2 separate regions of the Mus musculus genome follow, and region 2 is linked to region 1. The links are chromatin contacts, called in public HiChIP or PLAC-seq maps. All regions are on one chromosome and are shown on one strand. Each heading gives the region's core, a stretch centred on a gene start, on an enhancer-like site or on the middle of the called end of the contact. The rest is flanking DNA. Distances are from core to core; before and after follow the strand shown. Region 1 overlaps Rab31 (RAB31, member RAS oncogene family). Region 2 has its middle 43 kb from the start of Gm20742.

Evidence for each region. HiChIP or PLAC-seq counts read pairs in DNA pulled down with a chosen protein or histone mark.
Region 2: a contact with region 1 is called in an HNF4G HiChIP or PLAC-seq map of pancreatic cancer cells. The contact joins two enhancer-like sites.

What each region holds. Positions count from the first base shown.
Region 1 is chr17:65,700,866-65,706,308 of GRCm38.p6, forward strand. All of the region lies in intron 3 of Rab31 (RAB31, member RAS oncogene family), which reads right to left. Among named protein-coding and RNA genes, the nearest start is that of Gm35477, 61 kb to the left of the region's middle. Within about 2 kb of position 3,061, at least 160 of the 459 cell types and tissues checked have an H3K27ac peak or open chromatin away from gene starts, as enhancers often do. A contact at or near this core is called in pancreatic cancer cells, where this site is marked.
Region 2 is chr17:66,232,760-66,238,663 of GRCm38.p6, forward strand. No RefSeq gene overlaps it. Among named protein-coding and RNA genes, the nearest start is that of Gm20742, 43 kb to the left of the region's middle. Within about 2 kb of position 2,957, at least 30 of the 459 cell types and tissues checked have an H3K27ac peak or open chromatin away from gene starts, as enhancers often do. A contact at or near this core is called in pancreatic cancer cells, where this site is marked.

The sequences.
Region 1 (5,443 bases), core at 1,811-4,310:
TAAAACCTCCTTTGAAAGGCTATTTAGAAATCAACACTTCAGATACCAATTCCAATCCTTCACAGACTACTCAAAAATATATATACTTTAAATTTCAGTATTGAGATAGTGCCCAGGTACCATTTAAGAGCAGCACAGAAAATTCTGGAAAGCCAATCTTCAAAGAGATGGTTATCTATGTTCTTTGGACATGTGACTAGTTTTGGGTTTTTTTGTTTGTTTGTTTGTGTTCTTTATTTTATTTATATGAGTACACTGTAGCTGTCTTCAGACACGTCAGAAGAGGGCATTACGGATAGTTGTGAGCCACCATGTGGGTGCTGGGAATTAAAGTGGGGACCTTTGGAAGAACAGTAGGTGCTCTTAACTGAACCATCTCTCCAGCCCCTAGTTTTGTTTTGTTTTTTAAGATTTCATTTTTATTTTTAGTGTGTGTGTGTATGTGTGTGTGTGTGTCTATGTCCAAATCCCCTTGGATCTGGACCTACAGAGGTGGTGGTGAGCTGCCCAACATGGGTGCTGGGAACCAAATTCCGGTCCTCTGGAAGAGCAACGTCCACTTTTAACAACTTCCCAGCTGTCTCCCCAGCCTTAACTACTTGGCGTTTTAAGGTTGTCTACATCGTAAGAAAGGAATGCCCTTCAGCATGCTGGGCTACTCAGCTTTGGCGGGTGAATGTTGCAGCGGTCAGCTTCTTGTCACGCTAACAAAGTATCTGAGGTAATAAACTGAGAGAAAGGAGCTATTTTATCTGAGAGTTAGGGGTTCTAGCCTAGGATCAATTGCTCAGATTTAGCGTGTAGTTAAGGTCACAGAACAAGAGAAAGAAGTTGCCAGGATTCCACATTCCATATGGGCATTTTTGAGTGCCTATTGACTGTTCTCTCTCTCTCTCTCTCTCTCTCTCTCTCTTTCTCACACACACACACACACACACGCATACACGCACACACACACCCCTCTCTCTCCTCCCTTCATCCTCCCTCTTTTCCATCCCCCTGCTTCCTTCCTCCCTCCCTCTTTCCCCCTTTCTCGAATACAGTGAAAGTATTATGCCAGGAAATTCTCCAAACAAGCTTCTTTAATCACATGCGATGACTTCATAAATTTCACAGTAGCAAAACTGCAGGTCAGGAATGAGCCGTAGAGGAAAAGACATGAAGTTTCCAAACAAATATGTCTCCAGCTGGGCTCTGCTCCCCAGATGAAGAGTTAGCCCTGCCAGACATTCTGGCTTCAGGTTCCGGATCTTGGAGACGGATCTTGGAAGACGGATCCTGCAGAGTGAGTTTTCAGAGAATGATCTATCCCTGGAGAGTCAGAGGCAGCCGGGGACAAAGCTAGTCTGTGGCCAGTTTGCAGATAGGCCTCAGGTGCCAGCTCCCAATTAGAAGCTCCAGCCCTGCCCAGGAATGCAGAGCAGCCACAGTCAAGGCCAGGGAGAGTCAAGGGCAGAAGCCAAAAGGCCCCAAAGCCCCGGAGAACTGTAACAAAGGCGAGTGATGGAAGAAAATTCTTGCCATTCCCAGCGTGCTCAGCTGGCAGAAGCTGAATGGAAAAACAGTAATGAAGGATCGCTCTGTCCCAGTTTCACACAGACCTTCTCTCTTCCCTGAAAAGAGAGCCTAGTTAATATGCCTGCCCCAACATCCTGACACCTGACAGAATGGAGGGGGAACAGAGAGAGTGCCTGGAGACAATGGAGGGAACTGTTCACAATGGTTAGCACCAAAGAAGGGCACCGTCATCCCAAGGACTGGTGGTTTTAATATTTCTGAGTTAATAGAAACTGGTTTTTTTTTTAAATGATACATAACCTATGCAATAACAAGAAACGTCTTTCTTAATAGTTTCCTTTTTAATAAATATGTCATTAAATCCAAAAGTGCTTCTTCAGATGTGGGGGCTCTAATCCTAGCATTCAGGAGGCAGAGGCAGGCAGATCTCTGAGAGTGTGAGGCTAGCCTTGTCTACATAGTGGGTTGCAGGATAGCATGTCTACCTGTACCAAAGAGTGCACCAAAGACCTCGGAAGACGGTGTCGATTCCCTGGAACTGGAGTTATAAACAATGGTGAGCTGCCAAAGAGGTGCTGGGAGCCAAACCCAGATCCTCTGGAAGAGCAGCCAGTGCTCTAATCTGCTGAGCCGTCTATAGTGCCAAGACGAGTGTTTTTATAAGACAGTGTAGGTGGTATCGCTCAGTGGTAGAGTGCTTGTTCTTAGCAGCCTCAGGGGGCCCCAGGTTCAGTTCTCAGATATAATAATAATGATGATGATGATAATCATAATAAATAACGAGGAGGAAGAAGAGAAGGAGAAGGAAGATGAAGAAGAGAAGGAGGAGGAGAAGGAGAAGAAGGTACAAAGAACTAGAATCTTCCATGAGCTGGGATATCATACACGGATAAACATGTGTTCTGTTGAAGGGGTGCATGCTTCGTAAGGTCATGAGCCTCAATTTAGCCTAGGAATTTCCTAAAAGTCCAAAATGATACCTCGTGATAATAGTTGCCTCAAACCCGTTTTTGCTAAAAAGGCTGATTCCACACTTGAGCCCACAAGGACTGGGTGAAAGGCCTGACACTCTGCCTTTGTTTTGTATCTGCCTCCTTTACTTTGGGTCAAACTCACACTTGACTCGGTAGTGTTGAAGCAAAACAAAAACCAGGGCTCTCATCTTAAAGGGAATGAGAGTTTCTTCTGCAGCCAGGTTGAGTGACCACAGGCTGAGGACCACAGATTTCGATCACTCCAAATCCCACTTGCAATTTGGAAGCAGTTTTGTTTAGTTTTTTTTTTTTTTTTAATAATTTTACAGAACAAAGTCATAAATCAAGACAAGTTTAAAATATGTTGGCGGGTACATCAGAGAGTCAGGCAAGAGATAAGAGAAGCTTCTATCTATAGACCCAAGACATTATATGAGCTTTGGGGCTGGCAGAAGCTAGTTGTCTGTTAAGTGGCTAGGTTCCAAGAGGTTATTAGTCACAGGGTGTTTGCTCTGACACAGAGTTGGTCAGGGAATAGCTATTCTGAGGTTTGAACTAGTCGAAAATAAGGCAAGCAGTGTCTGGACTTGCTACATTCCAACCTCCCCATAGAACAGCTGGAACCCTCATCAGGCCATCAGTCTCGGCAGACACAGCATCTTTTCAGGAGGATTTGTTCACAGGAGACATCAGGCATCCTCATCACTAAGGACTAGATAGTCTTGATGACCTGACCGGGACACCACATCCATCTTCAAGGCTAACAGCGCCAAGACAACACTGTTCTGACCTTGCAGTAGCCTTGGTTCCGACAAGAGTCAAGCACAGCAGGCCAGATCAGGCCCAAACAGGACGACTGCTCAGGGCTTGCTGTTGTGCTCTGTAGTTCAGGTCACCTTGGAGAGACCAGGTAGAGAGAGCTCTTCAAAGACGGTGGTAAATACTCCTAAGCGTCCTGCAGGACTGGAGCTGAGCCAAAGAGGCCACCTCGGCAGGGGGCTGCTTCGTTCCCCACGCCTCTTACTGCAGTTCTTCCAGCTGCAAGCCCTTGCTGCTTTCCTTTAGCCGGTCCTCATAACATGGCCATATTCATCCAACCTTCACTTCCTGCCTTTCCTCCCTCCCCGTTCCAGCTCCCCTTCACTTCCTTGTTCAGTTTACTGAGACAAGGTCTCACACTATGTAGCCCAGGCTAGACTCTAACTTGTGGCAATCCTGCATCAGTCTCCTGAGCACTTGGACTATAGCTGGGCGTCACCTCTCCCGCCATTTCTCTACTTTTTACTGCCTGGTTTTTTGGGTTTTTTTTTGTTTTGTTTTGGTTTTTGGGTTTTGGGTTTTTTTTTGTTTGTTTGTTTGTTTGTTTGTTTTTTAGGGCATATCAAGATATGTAGTGAGCCGAAGCTGTGGGGATGCCTGAGCTGGACTTTGCCCTACGATTCTGTTTCTGCCGTCACCCCAGATTACCCTCCCATGCCAGCAGATGCAGCTGACACTCAGTGCATTTAGAGAATGCACAGTAAGAGCAAAGAGTATCGTAGAGAGTGGGACGTGTCTTTTCCTTCGTTCTTCCTGTTCCTTCTGCCCTGAGTATGAAACTGGGAAATGCCCTCGTAGAGTGGGATGACAGTCTAACATGGGCCAGAATTGTTCATGGTAAAGAAGGGAGCCAGAGGTCTTCAACAAGCTCCCAGCCACACGGATGCACACATAGGGGTCACAGACACATGGATAGAAGTCACAGATGTACATACAAATGTCACAGATGTGCACACCGATGCACACACAGGTTTCACGGATGCACACACAGGGGCCACAGCTGCGCACACAGTGGTCACAAGCAGCACACACAAGGGTAGCAGCTGCACACACTGGAGTCACACAGGTGTCACAGATGCACACACAGGGGCCACAACCCACTCCCCACCTCAACTCTTCTATCAAGGCCTTGGAAACACATACTGAGCATCATCATAGGGTTACCACTGAAATTACTTTTTCCCTGCACGTGTAAGTTAAATTCTCCGATTTCCCAGCAGGGGAAGACAAACAGAAGCCTCATCCAAAAGGAGCCCATTGAACGCTTTAAACAGACAAGCAAATGGTTCTTGTGAGTCTTGGATTAAGTTGAGAAGACAGGAAGTCATCCTGTGTAACAGGGCAGCATTTGAGCAGAGGCCCAAGACTTAGGTTTTCCTGTCAACTTGGCACAACCTAGGGACACCTAGGAAATGGGAACCTCAGCTGAGGGGTTGCACCAATCAGGCCAGTGATTGACGGGGGAAGGCTCAGCTCACTGTGGGTAGCACCATCCCCTAGGCGGGTGGGTCTGGGCTACTACATAAGTAAACTCGCTGAGGGTGGGCCAGACAGCAAGCCAGTCAGCATGGTTCTTGCTTCAGTTACTGCCTGAGTTTCTGCTGCGATGTCTCAGTTCAGAAAACAAAGTAGGACAAGGACCATTTTGCCACTCTGTGCCTGAGTCATACCGGAAGAAACCTGTTGTTTCAGACCAAGGTAATCCCAGAGCCTGAGAGAGTAGAACCATCACAGAATAGAAACCTACAACCTGCTGCGGCACTTGGCTAGTAGTCAGCCATGGAAGGTGGTTGCAGAGAAGAAGGTCCAATGCAGATATCTTGAGGAATTCAGCAATGAAGGGCACTGTGGTCAGCAGTCCTGACCCTTGGTTGCTGGGGCCAGACTCACCTGAGGGATAACTGCAGAGAATGATCGTGCTGAGCCTAATGCCAGTGGACATTCCAAACTCTGGGAGCTAGCTATCTGTTTGGGGGCTCGCTACTGGTGACGTAAGAACTCAAGTTCCAGGAGAGTGTTTGGACTTCATAGCTCAATCTTCTCTGCGGGGTGACTGCAGCTGCACTGGGGGAGCACAAAACCTGACCCTACAGTACAGTCCTCAGTGGATCTGCTTGCGTTCCCCACTACAC
Region 2 (5,904 bases), core at 1,707-4,206, 530 kb after region 1:
TTTTGTTTTTTATACTTCCTCCACAAGTAATAAAAAGAGAGCTATAACCTGATGAGAGTGTACGGTGGTGACAAGGTCAGGTTGTGGGGCTCATCATTCTGGTCCCGGTACAGCCAACCAGCTGGTCCTCCTTCCTGGACATTTGGGTGGCTCCTCAGCCAGCTGGACAGGAGGTTTCTGCCAGCACTGTCTTTCCCAGCGGGAGGGTCAGGAGTGACAACTGTTGTGTGCCCAGACCTGCGCAGATAGCCCGCCCGATGGGAAGTGAGAGGCTGCCCCTTACTGCTGTCCCATTACTGCTGTCCCACGCTGTGCTTTTATCTGGCTCCCACGTCCTCTCACACACATACAAAAATAAACCCCCAAAATCTCGGGTTTTTCTCTTCTCCTTCCTAAACTCAAGACACCGACCTGCGCACTGTGAGCGGAGCTGTCAAGGGCCCTTGCTAGCCAGAGTCTGAAACCCCGTGCCCGTCACTCACCCCCACCCCCACCCCCACCCCCACCCCCGTTCACCGGCCAGGAGCCATCTGTCTTATCTGGCCCGTGTTCGTCCCATATGGTTATTCAATCTTGGGAACTGTTGTGTGCATGTCTTATATTTCTTTCTCTACATTTCTCTGTATTTTTATCTGCCAGACTTAGTCTCGTCCGGCTCTTCTTGAGAATACCCAACTTCTCCCCCAAACCTCTCAAACAACCCCTTTCCTTTTCCCCACCCACCCATGCGCACACTGTTCTGCCTCCCCTGGTTCCACCCTCTCACCCCCAACCCCGTTCCTGCCAAGATCAGACATGCTCAGTCCCTGCCAAGGAGTCTGATACTTCGTGATATGCATGGGGAAGACTGGAGCAGCCTGCTATTTTTGTCAGCACTGGAATCCTACGGGCTTTGGGGGAATCAGTAACCCAGTCACTGTTCACCGCGATACCTCTCCTGAGCCCGGGACGAGCAGACTCACTTTATGACCTGCCTAGAAATCGGTTTACCAGGAACACTAACCCAGCTCGCCTATTGCCTACTTCTAGGTTGTTCTAGGTTGGCCTCAAGAGGGAGCTCTTGGACAATCCCCCCCCCCCCCCCCCCAGCCTTTATCCTTTGACAGTATCCTGTTGGCTGCCCTCTTCCATGGGAAAACACGTTTGCAGGTTAATATTTAACATCCGAGTTTCTCTCAGACCCTGGGGAATCCCAGTTCCATCTTGAGGAATATCAACACCGTGTTCCTTACAGAAGGACGCATGCTGAGGATGGAAGCCCTTGAATAGATAATCAATCTGTGAGAATCTGTACAAATAAAGATGACACGGAATGGAACGATCCCTTTACAGGGTTTAAGTATCTTCCTTAGAGAAAGATAATATATCTAAATAAAGGGCAAAACAAAATGCTCAGAGTAGAGACACCGCTTTAGAAGAAATCAGGGGAAGTTAGGTAAACGGGCCTGCCTGACAGGGAATGAACCTGTGTGATACTCTTTGTCCCGGAGTGAGGTAGGCACCTTTGGTGAAACCCCTCTTATTAATGCTCCTTCAAAGTAGCTTTTCATTTATTTTCATCTAAAATTCTATGGGGCAAACTAGCATGCCCCAGGGGTATGCTCGTTTTTGCTTTAGTATTTTAAACATGGGCTTTATGATCTTAAACAAGCCCAGGCGTGTACTCCTTAATGAGAATGCTTAGGAGTGGGCCGACCCCCACAGGAGTATGTGCGCTCTCCCTGTGCCTTCTTTGGGGGCAGCGCTGTTTTGTGATCAGTCTTTCCCCTGCTTTTGGCCTCCCGTCTGCCGCTTTTGGCTTCTCACTCACCACGCAATTCACCAATCGCTTTTTGTCACAACCTCACTGGGTGCGTTACAGCTATCAGATGGGAACAATCACACCAACCTTATAGGATTGCCACGCAAACGTCACCGTCCTCACAGAAGCCTGGCCCGAGGTTGCTGGGAAATACGCGGAAGCCGTGGGTTTGCCAGTGAAGTGGCGCTCTGAGGCATCTGACCTCTGCCTAAAGCCGGTCTGGGGTATTCCTACAGCACGAGGCTTGTCCATGCCAGCGTAGGGGACCCAGATAAACTACGCATTGTTGTATGAAGAGTGATCTAAAACACGAATCTTCTGGAAATTCTTCTTCTTTTTTTTTCTTTTTCTTTTTCTTTTTCTTTTTGTTTTTCGAGACAGGGTTTCTCTGTATAGGCCTGGCTGTCCTGGAGCTCACTTTGTAGACCAGGCTGGCCTCGAACTCAGAAATCCGCCTGCCTCTGCCTCTGCCTCCCGAGTGCTGGGATTAAAGGCGTGTGCCACCACGCCCAGCTTCTGGAAATTCTTTTTAAAGAATTTCTCTTTAAACGTAGGAAGACTTGGAAATAGAAAAAAAAAAAAAAAACACTTGAGCTCACGAGGAAAGACAAATACATCCGTGCGCACAGTAGGAAGGATCATGGGTAACCTGTGCTCTAACGTTACTCACCTGGAGGCAAGCACGCTCCAATGACTTGGGGGAGAATGGGTTTTCTCAGAGGCACATTCCCCCCTCCGACCACTAGATGGCGCCAAAAGCATGCTAAACCACTGACAATGTGCCTGTCCACCATTTCTGTGGCTCACAGGCTGTCCTGGGGCCAGCGCTGTTCATTGTAAGGTGCATTTCCCACCCCAACAGACATCCCAAAAGACACGCGCGCGCGCGCATGTGTGTATGTGCCTTTCTGTTAAAAAGCTCCATTAGAACTCTTAAATATCCTTGTAAAGCTCAGTCACCTAAGTGCAGTTCATGGCTTCTAGGATTATACTTAACCTGAAAGGGAGGAGGGAGAGTTGGGGGGAGGGGGGAGAATTCAGGAGTTCAAACTAGAAAACATATGGCGTTGCCATCACGTGATCCTGGCTTAATCCAGGCTGCAGTACGACATGACCTCAGCCGGGTCTTTTAATCCCCTTGAGCCTCCCTCCCTACCCTATAAAGGGTGACAGAGTGTTGAGGGGCTCAGCAGAGGGTACAGGTACCAAATAGCTCCTCATACCCTGCTCTCCAGAGCAGGGGATGGACTTCATCTTCTATCCATGCTGGGGAGAGAAAGATGGGTCCCAGCAGGCTTGTAGCGATTGTATTTCCCAGCCTCAGCCAAGATGGCCACGGGGCTAATGGCGCTATCTGTATTAACTCACAGGGCTCCGTATGCAATAAACAGTTACCTCGAATGCTGCCAAGTACATGGTACTTCGAGCAGGAATGTAAGAGTCTGAGCGATGATTATTACCTAGTAAGGGAGAGAGTTCACGGCTTAGTTTTCCTTGAAATGTATTCTCGCTGCGCAGCTCAGGCTGGCCTCAAATTTACTAGGATTACAGGCTTACACCACCAAGTTTCTTGAATGCCTCATCTGTGAGAGGCTCACGGGCAGGCAGAGGCATGACCACAAGCTGAGGCAAGAAACCCCCCCCCAAGTGGTGGCACTATACCTGGGCAAATCCTAGAGAGGAGTCTGGAGGAAGGCTGCCTGCTCCTTTGTGTTGCAGTGCCGACTCTGAAGAGCTCCGAGGAACATCTCGAGCTGGACTTGAGTGCGTGGATTTCCTGTGTCTGCAAGAAGTCATTGAACTGTGCATGCTTTCAGACGCTGCCACCGAAGGACTGGTTGCAGGATTGTGAGGTGCGCTCTTGGAATGAGGATTTGGTATAGGAGGGGGCCTTGGATGCAGGCCTCTCTCACTTGCTGGGAAGTTCAGTGTCACTCTGTGTTGCCCGGGGACTGTAGGACTGCACCTGGGCCTTCTAAATCAGAGCTGGGGACAGACAGGATTTTTCATCAGGCTCTCTCAACCCTAACCTGCTCCTCTCGAGTGCGGTACCTGCGACTGTGCACGATCAATGCCTGGGGTCACGATCAATACCTGGGGTCACCTCGTGTGCTATGGCAAAGGTAAAGGATGCATAGATGTAACTGAGGTATTGAATCAATGGACAATGAGTTCACAAAGGGGAAATGATCAGGTGATCAGAAGATTCCACCCCTGACCCCCCCCCCCCAGCTCCCCCCCCAGCACCCTCCACCAGCCCCTCAGCAGTCCTGCCAGTCAGTGCCAAGACAGTTAGAATTCAGGACCATCAGACGGACAACCATAGAGATGTGAGCTAGCACTTCCGCAGAAGGCTGCTTCCAGGGCCGACAGACAAGAAGATGACTTGAGTGCAAGAGAAAGGCAAGATTGCAGTCTAACTGTCCCTTTGCCTGCATCCTGCAGGCCCTGAGCAGAGGACCAGCAAGACTTGGAGACAGCATCTCAGCATCACCTGGAGCCTCTGACTCTAGGACACGTCATTACATAACCGCAGAAAATGAGCTCAGGCTTGTGCTACCTTACAGAGTTATTGCGAGGATTATAAAAAAATGTCTGTAAGACACCTGACTGTAGAAACTGCTCAGCAGTTAAGAGCCCTGGCAAATACAGGACCTGGTTTTACTTTCAAGCAGCCGTGGTTCCCAACTATCTGTAACTCCCGTTCCAGGGGCTCTGACACCCCCTTCTGATCTCCATGGACACCAGGTATACATGGTGCATAGACATACATGCAAACACTCACATGTTGAGGCTTGGTCTGTTGCTATGTATCTATCATAAATGCTAAATTCTGTACCCAGAGGTCTAGTTGCCTACGAGTAAATTCTCATGCTTTCTTTGTGCAAACCTTGTTCCTTAATTTCAAACTGTTGGTTAAATAAAAATGGCTACAGCCAATTACTGGGGGTGGAGGTGGGGAGTGGAAGGGAGGGAGGAGGGGTTTGAGTTACCTGTTTGGGAGTTGTAGAGGGAGGAAAGTAGGAAGAAGGAGAGGAGAGGAGAGGAAGGAAGCAGCCAAAAGGGGAGATGGGCCATGAGCAAATGGCCAGGAGAAACAGCAAGTATTTAGGGTACACTGTAGGGTAGTAACCAGGCCAGAAGTTAGAAAAGTAGGTTAAGAGTTATCCCCTTAGTAATTGTCAAGGCCAAATAAAAGACTGATAGAGTGAGTCTCTCAGTCATTTGTAAGCTAGACGGGGGTTAAGTTTAAACTGGTTCTACTACTGTACTGGCTAGTTTTGTGTCAACTTGACACAGCTGGAGTTATCACAGAGAAAGGAGCCTCCCTTGAGGAAATGCCTCCATGAGATCCAGCTGTAAGGCATTTTCTCAATTAGTGATCAAGGGGGGAGGGCCCCCTGTGGGTGGTTCTATAAGAGAGCAGGCTGAGCAAGCCAGGGGAAGCAAGCCAGTAAAGAATATCCCTCCATGGCCTCTGCATCAGCTCCTGCTCCCTGACCTGCTTGAGTTCCAGTCCTGACTTCCTTTGGTGATGAACAACAGCATGGAAGTGTAAGCCGAATAAACCCTTTCCTCCCCAACTTGCTTCTTGGTCATGATGTTTGTGCAGGAATAGAAACCCTGACTAAGACAACTACACTCACACACATAAAACGAAACCATAACACAAAGGAGAGTGCCAGCGAGTGCTAAGCCACATAAGCTGCTCTCCCTCCTCCCTAGGGAAGACAAACTTCCATCTTCTCTTAATGAGTCACGTCAAACACTAAAGCTCGTGGAAAGGGCCGGATGGAGCCATCTGTACCGTGTGTCCTAGGGCCTGACCCACGAGCAGTGAGCACAAGCACACAATGGTAGTTGTTTTATCCTGGTCAGGTCTCCACACACTCATACATGCGGAAAGACGACTCATTTCATTTCCTTAAACCACCTCTGACTCGCTTTACACATGGTCCTCCTTGCAGAAGTACCCGAGCACACACCTGCCTCATCTACTGTCCCGGAGTAAATGGGTCTGAGGTACAGCTCAGCTCAGTGCCTTCCACTTCTAAATGAAACATCGCCGGCTCAGAAAAAAGACTTGTTCGATGCCAGAAGGA